Regions from separate parts of the Mus musculus genome. Here region 1 is linked to region 2. A link is a contact called in public HiChIP or PLAC-seq data. All regions are on one chromosome and are shown on one strand. The core of a region is the stretch at or near the end of the contact, and the rest is flanking DNA. Distances in the headings are between cores, read along the strand shown.

Region 1 (5,137 bases), core at 677-3,176, 72 kb before region 2:
CTTCCTTCCGGTCCTGCTCCCAATAGGCTCTGACTTTGAGACCCTCCACGTGCGGCAGAGAAATTTAGCCCTGTTCCCTATACGTGAATGAAAACAAGAAACGGCTAAAGAATCATTAAGTGGACATTCTCTGGGCAATTGCAGGGGCCAAGGAGGCCAAGAGGACTCATAATCCTGTATTTAGGAGACTGAAGCAGGAGGATTGTTGCAAAGTCAGGACCAACTTAGTTACAGAGTGAGACTCTGCCTAAAAAAAATAAAATAAAATAAAATAATTATTTGTTTATTTTGGTGGTGTAGCCACTGGTAAGTCGCCTATGTTGCAGTAACAGCCCCCCCCCCGCCACCGAAAAAAAGAAAAATTATTGTAAGCAACCCTAATTAAACTCAGTAACACACAGAGAGAGAGAGAGAGAGAGAGAGAGAGAGAGAGAGAGAGAGGGAGGGAGAGAGAGAGAGACGGGAGGAAGAGCTTTGAGGAGCAAGGAGGAGCCTGTTACAGACTCACTGTGGACCTGGTACCAGCCTGTCCTGTTCAGAGGTAACCCCGGATTTTTTCTGCATAGAGCCAGGTGAGGTTCCCCTAACTGCTCTCCGAGCTCTCCTTTAGCTTGCAGGCCCTGGGACTGTCATCTCAGCAGAGGACAGACCATGGACTGGAAAGGCACGAGGAACTGGAATGGCCTTGTGAAGATGAACAGCTGGCCAAACAGGAAGAGGAATTGCAGCCTTGTTCCAGGGGCCTCCTGGGTCCCACCCTGTCCACCCACCCCATCCACCTACCCATCAGCCAGCCACTACTGGGCTTTGGCTGGGCTCAAGAAACAGCAGCATCTCTGGACCAAGGCTTTGGTCAGACAAGAAGGCTAGGGTTGCTTGCTTTAGTCAGAGCGCCCTAGGCTGGTTTTGGTTCTTCGTTCTCATGCTGGGAACACTGGGCAAGTGGCTGGTGTAGTGCTAAGCGTTTATTAGCAGACCGGAACTTCATCCTGGTCAAGAGGTGGGTGCAACGGTCTTCATTTTACCAAGGAGAAATAGGCATGGCTCGAAAGATGTGTGTGCTGGAGAGTGGGAACGGAACCCCTTAGATCCCAAACAGCAGAGTTTGCCCAGGGCGTGGGGGAGGGGCGCACCAGTCTACTCTGTCAAGATGCTGGCTGACTGGCCTTTCCCTCCAGCTTGGCTGGATGAGAGGAAGGTATGGAAATGGCATCTTTGTAATGCTAAGGAGCCGGGATCCTGGACCCTACATCCACATCCCCATCTCTTCATCTCTCAGCATCTCTTCCCCTACCGGCGGATCCCGAAGCCTATCTAGCCTTGCCCCTTAGAAAGGAAAATAGGGCCAGGAGCTGGGGGTGCCACTGGCCCCACCAAAACCAGGCTTACTCAGAGCTGGGCCTCAGTGCCACAAACCTGGAGCCCCCAGCTGCTGGTCGTGGCGGAAGGAGTTCTAAGTTCTAAGTTAGAGTGAGCTAAGTACTGAGCTCTGGGCTAGTCCCTGAGCCTCGAAATGTTTAGGCTGGTGTGTAGCTCAGTGGTAGAGCACTTGCATAAAGGAAATAAAACCCAGCCGCTTGTCACCCCGCTTCTAAGGAAACTTAGGCTTGAGAGGAAAGTGACCTGAAGCAGGCCAGTACGTGAAGCAGGGTTGGGTGAAGCAGGCGGCTTGACTTCGGGTTGGGGTCCCCCCAGGAGTGGGTCTCCCGTTTGCCCCAGCTCACCTATGCGCAGACACATGTTGATCCCGGCCAGTGGCCCCGCGCTGGTCTCAGCGGGGTCTCGCTTCCATCCTTCTCCTCCGCGGCCTGCGCTCCTCTTCCCGCCCAAGCAGGCTCCTGGCGGCTCCCTTCCCTGCACCCCTCAGTCGCCCAGCCCGGCGTCCTGCGCGCGTTGCCGAGGCCGGTCGGACCGGCTGGGCGACCCCGGGACTGTGCGGCTGAGTCACGGCCACGCCCCTGCTGCTGAGCCAGGCGCCCGGCGCCAGGCCGCCCTCGTTCCTCCTCGCACGCCCATTCCACCGATGGACATTGAGGCTCTAAGGGGTCTCCATCGGCCGTGCTGGGAGCTGGTGGTGTTAGCATGTGAGCGCGACCCCGGATGGTGGTGATGGTGGTGGTGGTGGTGGTGAACAAGACACGGGCACATGGGCCAGGATGGAAGCTGGGAGTGAGCAGGAGCAACCAGGGGTCTGCTTTTTTAATCTACTGTGTGACTTCAGAACAATCGCTTTCCCTCGCTGGGTCTTCCTTTTTCTGGCGGAGGTGCCTCCTGGTCTCAGTCAGGTCTTCCATGTTGAGCAAGGTGCTTTTCCTTTCGGTCTTGGCGGTGGTGGGGTGATCTGTTTGCTCCTTGGAAAATCAAGGGTAATAATTCTTGTTTCCTGATATAAGGAAATGCAGCTATTAAATAAATTAATAAATAGATAGATAAATAAATAAATTGTAGGGATCAATGAGATGGCTCAGCCAGTAAAGTCCCTTAACCCTATAACCCGATAGCCTGATAGCCCCAGTTCCATCCCTGGGACCCACATGGAAAGGAGAGAACCGACTCCTGAAAGTTGTCCTCCGATTTCCACTGGAGCAGAATATGGCACTGACATACTACAGCACAAACATCTCTCTCTCTCTCTCACACACACACAGAGGTACACACACAGAGGCACACACATACAGAGGGGCGCGCGCGCGCACACACACACACACACACACACACACACACACACACACACACACACACACGACAGAGCCTCACTATGTACTATGTAGTCCTAACTGTCCTGGAACTCACTGTATAGACCAGGCTGGTCTTGAACTCACAGAGATCCTAGAATGTCTATTGTGGGGGCTGCCGAGTTGGCATTGGGTTATATCAAGTGTTAGATGGACTCTTGCTTCGTGATAGTGTCCCTGATGCAGACACAAGTCCTGTCCTCCTCCTTTGGGTTCAGATAGCTGGACACTCACATAGGACCATTTAGCCAGAGTGGTGAATAAACAGGTGGAACGCTCCCAGCCACATCTCTGCCAAGTATTCTGCCTTGGCCAAAGCACAGCACCTCCCTGGACCACCGAGGTCTTTGCAGCAGGCGTAACTGGTCTATTCTGTACCAGATCTGTTCTGTAGCCCATCAGCATAGTCTCCATGGACGAGGCTGTCCTGATGTCTACAGGTTCTCAGAGCCTGGTGACTGTGTGCCTATAGTGTCACCTGTAGTGACACCTCCTGTGTGCCTTGTGTCACCTGGATCAGCACATTCAGCTTCTAGCAGCAGGGGAGGGAGCTGAAGCCCCGGTGCTGTGGGCAGGACAACCGCAGGTCAGGCAGGCAGCTCTGGTCATTCCCAGCGGGTTGGTAAGTGGGCTTTCTTATCAGCTGACTTCTGAAGGGGACATTGTGCAATGGCGAAGGATAAGGAGACAGGATGGATGGAAGGGAAGATGGAGGCAGGTCATTAAGCCATTAGCTGGCGTCTTCCCTAGTGGGCATTAAATGTTATGTCCATGGGCATCTTTTAGCGGTCACTTAGCCAGCTGTTAGCCCTATTGCAAATGGCTACAGGCTCATAATTGTAGCCCAGAAACTCTATTTTTGGGTCTTTATCCTGCAAGAGATGTGGCTGTGATGATGTTTGTGGATGTGGGAGCTGTTCCTAATAGAAGCAGGGCACCAGAGTGGTAATGTTGGTAAGGACCTGAAGAAGGGCAGGGAGGCGGTCTGCTCTTTGCTTTACATATAGGTTCTTGCAATCTTACACATTGTTGCAACCTTACACGAAACATTGTTGCAACCTTATAAGAAACATTTATTCATGTCTTGTTTTTGCTGAAAAAGGAAGCCCCCCCCCCAATATGTCCCTCCACCTCTACCCTACCAATAGCTCTCAGATGACAGAGTCTGCCTCCTAGGGCTGCCCTGAGGAGTGCCTGTGGTCACTGCTGTGCTGGGGACAAATCTCAGGTGTGGGAGTACATGGTGTGTCTCTGTCAGTGCAGGGCACCAAGGACAGCTGGAACTTCTGGGATTGGGTTAGGGAGCAGGGCTCTAAATGTCTTTGATAGGGCTGGAGAGATAGCTCTGTGGTTAAAAGCATCTGTCGCTCTTGCAGAGGGGCTGGGTTTCATTCCCATCACCTAAATTGCAGTTCACAGCCATCTTTAGCTCCAGCTCTTGGGGATCTGATGCTCTTTTCTGGCCTTGAAGGGCACTGCATGCATGTAGGCTACATGAACTCATGCAAGTACATGTACAGACACATGGTTTCTTTGCGTCCCTACAACAACAGAGTTATAGATAATCGCTCCATTTTACAGATAAGAAAAGTAAGGGTCGGAAGAGTAAAGGACTGTCCTCCGTTCTTTTTTTTTTTTTTTTTTTTTTTTTTTAAAGATTTATTTATTTATTATATGTAAGTACACTGTAGCTGTCTTCAGATACACCAGAAGAGTGCGTCAGATCTCGTTACGGATGGTTGTGAGCCACCATGTGGTTGCTGGGATTTGAACTTCAGACCTTCAGAAGAGCAGTCGGGTGCTCTTACCCACTGAGCCATCTCACCAGCCCTGTCCTCCGTTCTTAGTACACACAGCACAGTGAGAGCGGAGGCTTTACTCCACGCCTGCCCATGTGGCAGCTCCTGACTTCTGGGTGTGTACTGAAGGATGAAGACAGCCGTGGCTTCCACAACTGTGCCCAAGCCTGGGGCCTGTGAGTTGGGAAGACCATGGCCCCACATGCTCCGTTCGACTGTAATTTTCCAGCTATCATCCGAGTTTAGTGACCCGAGGTTATCACCAGTTCTTTTCCTGGTGACTAAAGTCCACTGTCGCGGCACCGTGTGACCCTTGCATCCCGCCTACCACCTCCGCACACTGCCTTACCCCACCCCCTCCCCGCCATACCAGAGTTCTAGTTCCGTGCCTTCTTCCAGCTTCCTGTGGCCTGCTGGAGGATCACTGTTGTTCCCTGGGCCTCAGTGTCCTGGTCAAATGCAATGGCAAGGTGTCTTCCAGGCTCCCATCATTTCTGAGGCCCTAAAGACTTGGGAGGTGTAAAAGGTTGAAACCAGGCCAGATAAACCCGAGGAGCAATGTTCCCTTCCTGGAACACTGTACCAGGTGTGGCCCTGAGGGTT
Region 2 (5,107 bases), core at 1,373-3,872:
ACCTTGGTGGTGATAAATGCAGAGATAAAGTAGATGGTGCTTTTCCAAGTTTGGTCCAGAACCGCAGCATTGATGTCATCTGGGAATCAGCCCCACCCTGACGCAGTGAATCAGAGGCTGGGCATGGGGCTCCACAATCTGCAATCCGTGTTACAACACACCTTCCAGAGAACTCTGGTGCTGTGCTGAGCACAGAGCCCGGTACGCAATTAACTAGGTAACAAATGATCCACCCTGCTGCCACTGATCCACCCTGCTGCCACTGTTGTTAGTGTCCTTCCTGTGAAGCTGACTAAGTTCCCTCTGCCCTTTCCTCTTCATGCCTTACAAATACACTCATGGTCCAATTGCTAATAGGACCAGTTGCCCACACAACTGCCCTTTGGGGACCTATTTCCCAGCCTCTCCTGGCACATACCCAGTGATGTGTTTATGAAAAGATAAAGAGGTTTAAGATACGTTCTATGGGGATGTGGTGAGGTACGGAGGAAGGGGATGTCTCAGCAGGCCCATGCCAAGGCATCCCTTCCCCCTGAGGGACCAGCCACACGATGGTGTAGGATAGAAGAGAGTTTATTCAGGGCATGGGGAGGAGAGTTAAGAGGGTAGTAGAGTCAGAGAGAGGCAGAGAGAGAGAAGTAGAGAAGAATAGACGCCGGCCATGAGCTCGTGGAGGAGGGGGGAGGGAATGGGGAGAGAGGGGGAGCAAGAGAGCAAGAGAAGCAAGAGAAGGAAGTGGGGCAAGCAGGCCCTTTTATAGTGGGTCAGTCTACCTGGCTGTTGCCAGGTAACTGGGGGTGGGGTTTAGATAGAATGCTAACACCCAGGGACAGAGCTCATCATTTCTCTGGGTAGGTTAAGCCCCAGTTCCAGCTTTGCCCACATTTGCATGTCAACCATGTGTGCTCTGTGCAGATCTCCACACTCCGAGGTCTCTTTTCCTCTCACACAGGCCTCTCAGCTGAGCAGACCTGAGGCAACTTTCCTGCATACTGAGCTTCAAATGAAGCCTTGGCTCGGCTGAGGTGTAGGGAGGTGCTGCTTGCTGGGGGAGGAGCTGCTCGCTGAGGAGCAAGAAGCATTTCTGTTTGCCGGGTGGTTTTGGCAACACTTCACCCTGCTGACTCAATCTGGTCTGAGGTCAACCAAAACCCCGGGGCCTTTTTCTCAGGAACTGCAGATGCTTCGGGGGACTGGATCACCCTGTCCTACTTTGACTCGTAGGGCTTATTTCTTAAAAATAACACCACTTTCGAATTATAAGACTGAGCTGGCCTGCTAAGTGTGGTGCCGACTACCTAGAATTCAGGAAACTGGGGGCAGGAGGGTCTCAGGTCTGAGGTCAGCCTGGGCCTTGTCTCAAAAACAAAAACAAAACCATCACCAACAAAACAAAACAATGCCCCCCCACCCCACGCCACAAAAGAACAAAAACCAAAAACCATGCTTGATATAGTAAGTTAGGAAAACACTAAAGAAAAGTAAAACTAACTAGTAATGGACATTATACTTTTTTTTTCCTGACTTAAAAGCAAAAAACTCCTCAAACAAAGGAACAAACAAACAAAACCTCCCTACACTTAAAAATTTTCAATTTTCTTGTGGAAGAAAAACCGGAGAAAATGAAACCAATGTAATAGCCGGGCGTGGTGGCACACACCTTTAATCCCAGCACTAGGGAGGCAGAGGCAGGCAGATTTCTGAGTTCAAGGCCAGCCTGGTCTACAAAGTGAGTTTCAGGACAGCTAGAGCTACACAGAGAAACCCTGTCTTAAAAAAAAAAAAAACAAACAAACAAACAAACAAACAAACAAAAAAACAAAAACAACAAAAATAAAACCAATGTAATAAAAGGATAAGTTCAAATTCTAATGCCTCCGGATATAATCCACATAAAGGGTTTAACAGTGGAAACTTATCCCTCCCCTTGTCTGTAGACTTGGATTTAGGTCTGGCTTCTGTACTTCCTGGTTATGTCACAATCCGTTTAGTGTCTTGGAGCCTCAGTTTGGTCACCTGTATAATGGGGGTGACAATCACTGTTTCCCAGGACTGTGGCAAAGATGGAAATAATGGAAACTAATCTTGCAGTCAGGGTCTGCAAAAAGCTCAGAGTGGGGGCAAGAACTTGCCCTGGCTGACTGCTACTCGCTCTAATCTGGTCAGAGGTAACCTACCTGGCCTTGTTCTGCATCTCGCTACCCTGTTCCTTCTCCTCCCTCTGTCTTGCAGCATGTGTCTGGTGTCTGCATGTTGAGTAGTGACCGTCACTAACCATTTTATGCCCTGCTACTGGAAGCTCTTCCAGGGTAAGGGCCACATACCATCTTGTTCATTTCTCTGCTCCCGGTATCTAACAAGGTGCGCGTGACCTACTATGGCTGCTGAGAAGTGTGGAGCGAGCGAGCAAGGAAGCAAGCATTGGATAATGGGTTGTAGAAGAAAGGAATGAACATTTGGGAGACTGACTGTGACTGAAGGGCTGGCAGGCTGGGTGAGGAGGACCTGCGGATGATGTCATTCGATAGAACCACCCCCCACCCCGGCCCCTCCTACTACAGAGAGGGCCCTACCTCCTTTAACAGGCTTTGTCATAGCAGACAAGGCTCTCTGACATCTTGGGACAGGTAGGCCTAGCTCTCTGGTTACAGTACCTAGAGACGAGGCCTCCGGAAGCCCGGGAAGGAGGGAGTACAGGGGGCGTGGTGGAGCAGGGCGGGGCTGGAGGAGTGGAAACAGCCAGAGTGAGGGATGCCTCCACCCCAAGCCTGACACACTGACTGAATCAGTTGAAGTCTGACTTTGGAATGCAGTTCTCCGTCTGCAGCCCCACCTGTGGAGCGATCACTGGCCAGACTCCAGTCCAAGGCTGACTAAAAATAGTGTTGACTGGAGGCAGCAGTCTGGCTGGGTCCAAGCCCGACAGTGCTTTCGGCGAGCTCTAACCCAGACCTTCGCTTGCTTGCTGTGTGGTCTTATCTGTTTCTGGACCTGGAAATGGGGTGGAGGGGCTGTCTCTTCCTCTTTTTGATTGCTTAGGCAGCATCTTCACTTTCTCCCAGGCAACCTCCAAAAAGTCCCCAAAGCAAAAGCAAAACAAACAACTTGACGCTCTGGACTATTTTAAGTTCACTGAGCAGGTCTCTGAGAGGAACAGAGAACTCGTTGAGAAAAACTGGGGTTACCCTGAATTCGGCTCCAGCTTCAGCTTCCTTACCTATAAAATGACCAGGGATGACAGCTGCTCCCATCCCTGGGGACTAAGGCCTCTGTTTAGGAGGTGCACTGCAGGATGAGAACAGTGTGTCCTCCCCCTAGAAAAGGCTAAATGGCTTCAGAGCCAGCTCTTTCTTCCACCCTCCATACCACAACTTGAAGTCAGATGGGACCTTCTGTGACATTCCTGAGCCTGGTTTGGCCACAGCTAACAAACCAGATCGTGGGGGGGATTCTCTTCGCTGAGGGCCTGGCTGGTGTCAGGGCCTGCGGGAAGGGAGTTTTTAGAGGAGGAAGTGGTTGTGGTCAGACAGAATGATGGAGCAACTTGCTAGGATCTGAGTGGAAACCCCCAACTCCTACCGTGTTCTCATAGTGGGATGTGGGGGCAGACACTGTAGCTGCTCCACCCCCACCTCCATGAGAAAGTACCTGGTGTTCAGTCCAGGTTTCACTTGGGGCCATGTTAGAACAACAACGTAGCTGACCTGGTGAGGCCTCATACCAGCTGCTTGCCATCTTTGGCCAGGGAACCTGCCCCTCCCAAGGTAGTTTTGCATTCAGAGATGGGTGCTATCAGGCAGACCACTCTGCTTTGCTGTTCTGAGGTAAGATGCAGGGAGATGGCTCTTGCTGTAAGCTCCTGGTTTGCTGGGTGTCATGGGAGGTCCTTTCCCTTTCTGGGGGAGTGACAGATGCTCTGGAGTGGTAATAATATTGAGCCCAAGATGCTGTGGCTAAGGCAAGCTATTTTGTAAACCCTGGGCTGTTGGACGGTTCTGTCTAGAGAGGAAGCATTACCGAGGACGGTTGGAGGACTCAGTGGCTGCTCACTGAGGCTTAGAGAGCCTTCTGCACGTACTTCCTCATCAGCTAAGTAGGGCCATTCCCCATCGGTCCCCTTTCCTTTCTCTGTAAAAGAGAAGAGGTATGAGCTCTTCAAGGATCTCAGGCCTCTGACCTGCTCTTGAGCTGTGGCCATGGCGGGTCCCCTTCACCTCTCTGCTTTTAGTTTCTCTGTTTGTCCAATAGGTGTCTCACCCTTTCCCACTTATGGGGTCACTAAGTTTAAATGAGTGATGAGCATAAAGATTTTATTGAACAGAAAAGTGGACGCTAGCCAGATGTGAGGACCCAGGCCTGAACTCCCAGCACTTGGGAGGTTACAGTAGGAAGATGGCAATGTAGAATCTAACCTGGACTACAAGCATAAACTCTGTTTAAAAAAAAAGTGGGAGGAGAAATAGACACGAATGTATGGATGGGTTAGCCTCATGTCTCTGTACACACTGAGAAATTAGAGATGTACAACCCCAACATGTTACTGGAAGAAACCTTTAGAATAATCCCCATATGGCCTATGGCATTTCCATTGTCCCCAAGGACAAACCAGCCCCAGCTTTCACCCAGAATTCTTTGCCACTGGCATTCAGTTCTTCCTCAAGCTCTCCTGCTCTCGTCTCCAGACTTTCATTCATGAGTTCAGGTTCCCAGTGCCCTTATCTTCCGGTCTGACACACTCCTCTTCTGGGGTTCTCTAAATCAGAGGTTGCGTCCGTGTACCCAAGAGCCAGAGTCAGCAACTCTGAGTAGAGCGTCCTCAGCAACATCTCGCACATGTACACAAGCCCCCTAGTCCTGAAGACTGTTCTCTGAAAGTCACCCTTTGTGGCCCTCACGTGTACCCCCAACTGTGAGAAACACCTTGGGATACTTTGTATGGTCAGCCTTGTGCTGACACTGGAGACACACAAGTGGACATCTTTGTCCTTAGGGGTTTCAGACTGGTGGGGAAGGGACAAAGTAACCACAGATCTAAACATGAGTACTGTTTTTGTTTTGTTTTTGTTTGTTTTTTTGTCCTTCCTTCTTTCTTTTCCTTCTTTCTTTT

Evidence for each region. HiChIP or PLAC-seq counts read pairs in DNA pulled down with a chosen protein or histone mark.
Region 1: an HNF4G HiChIP or PLAC-seq map of pancreatic cancer cells shows a contact between it and region 2. The contact joins the promoter of Tmem54 here to the enhancer-like site in region 2. A contact is called at or near these places in 1 of 39 promoter capture datasets (hippocampal neurons), 3 of 484 Hi-C or Micro-C datasets (embryonic stem cells and nephron progenitors), 4 of 115 datasets of contacts at active chromatin or transcription factors (embryonic stem cells and pancreatic cancer cells) and 3 of 9 other capture datasets (adipose tissue, liver and pancreatic islet).

What each region holds. Positions count from the first base shown.
Region 1 is chr4:129,102,319-129,107,455 of GRCm38.p6, reverse strand. It overlaps Tmem54 (transmembrane protein 54), which reads right to left and starts at 1,926. Exons shown (of 6, transcript NM_025452.4): 1 at 1,725-1,926. The coding sequence starts at 1,740.
Region 2 is chr4:129,031,281-129,036,387 of GRCm38.p6, reverse strand. No RefSeq gene overlaps it. Among named protein-coding and RNA genes, the nearest start is that of Rnf19b, 24 kb to the left of the region's middle. Within about 2 kb of position 2,622, at least 304 of the 459 cell types and tissues checked have an H3K27ac peak or open chromatin away from gene starts, as enhancers often do. A contact at or near this core is called in adipose tissue, liver, nephron progenitors and 2 more, where this site is marked.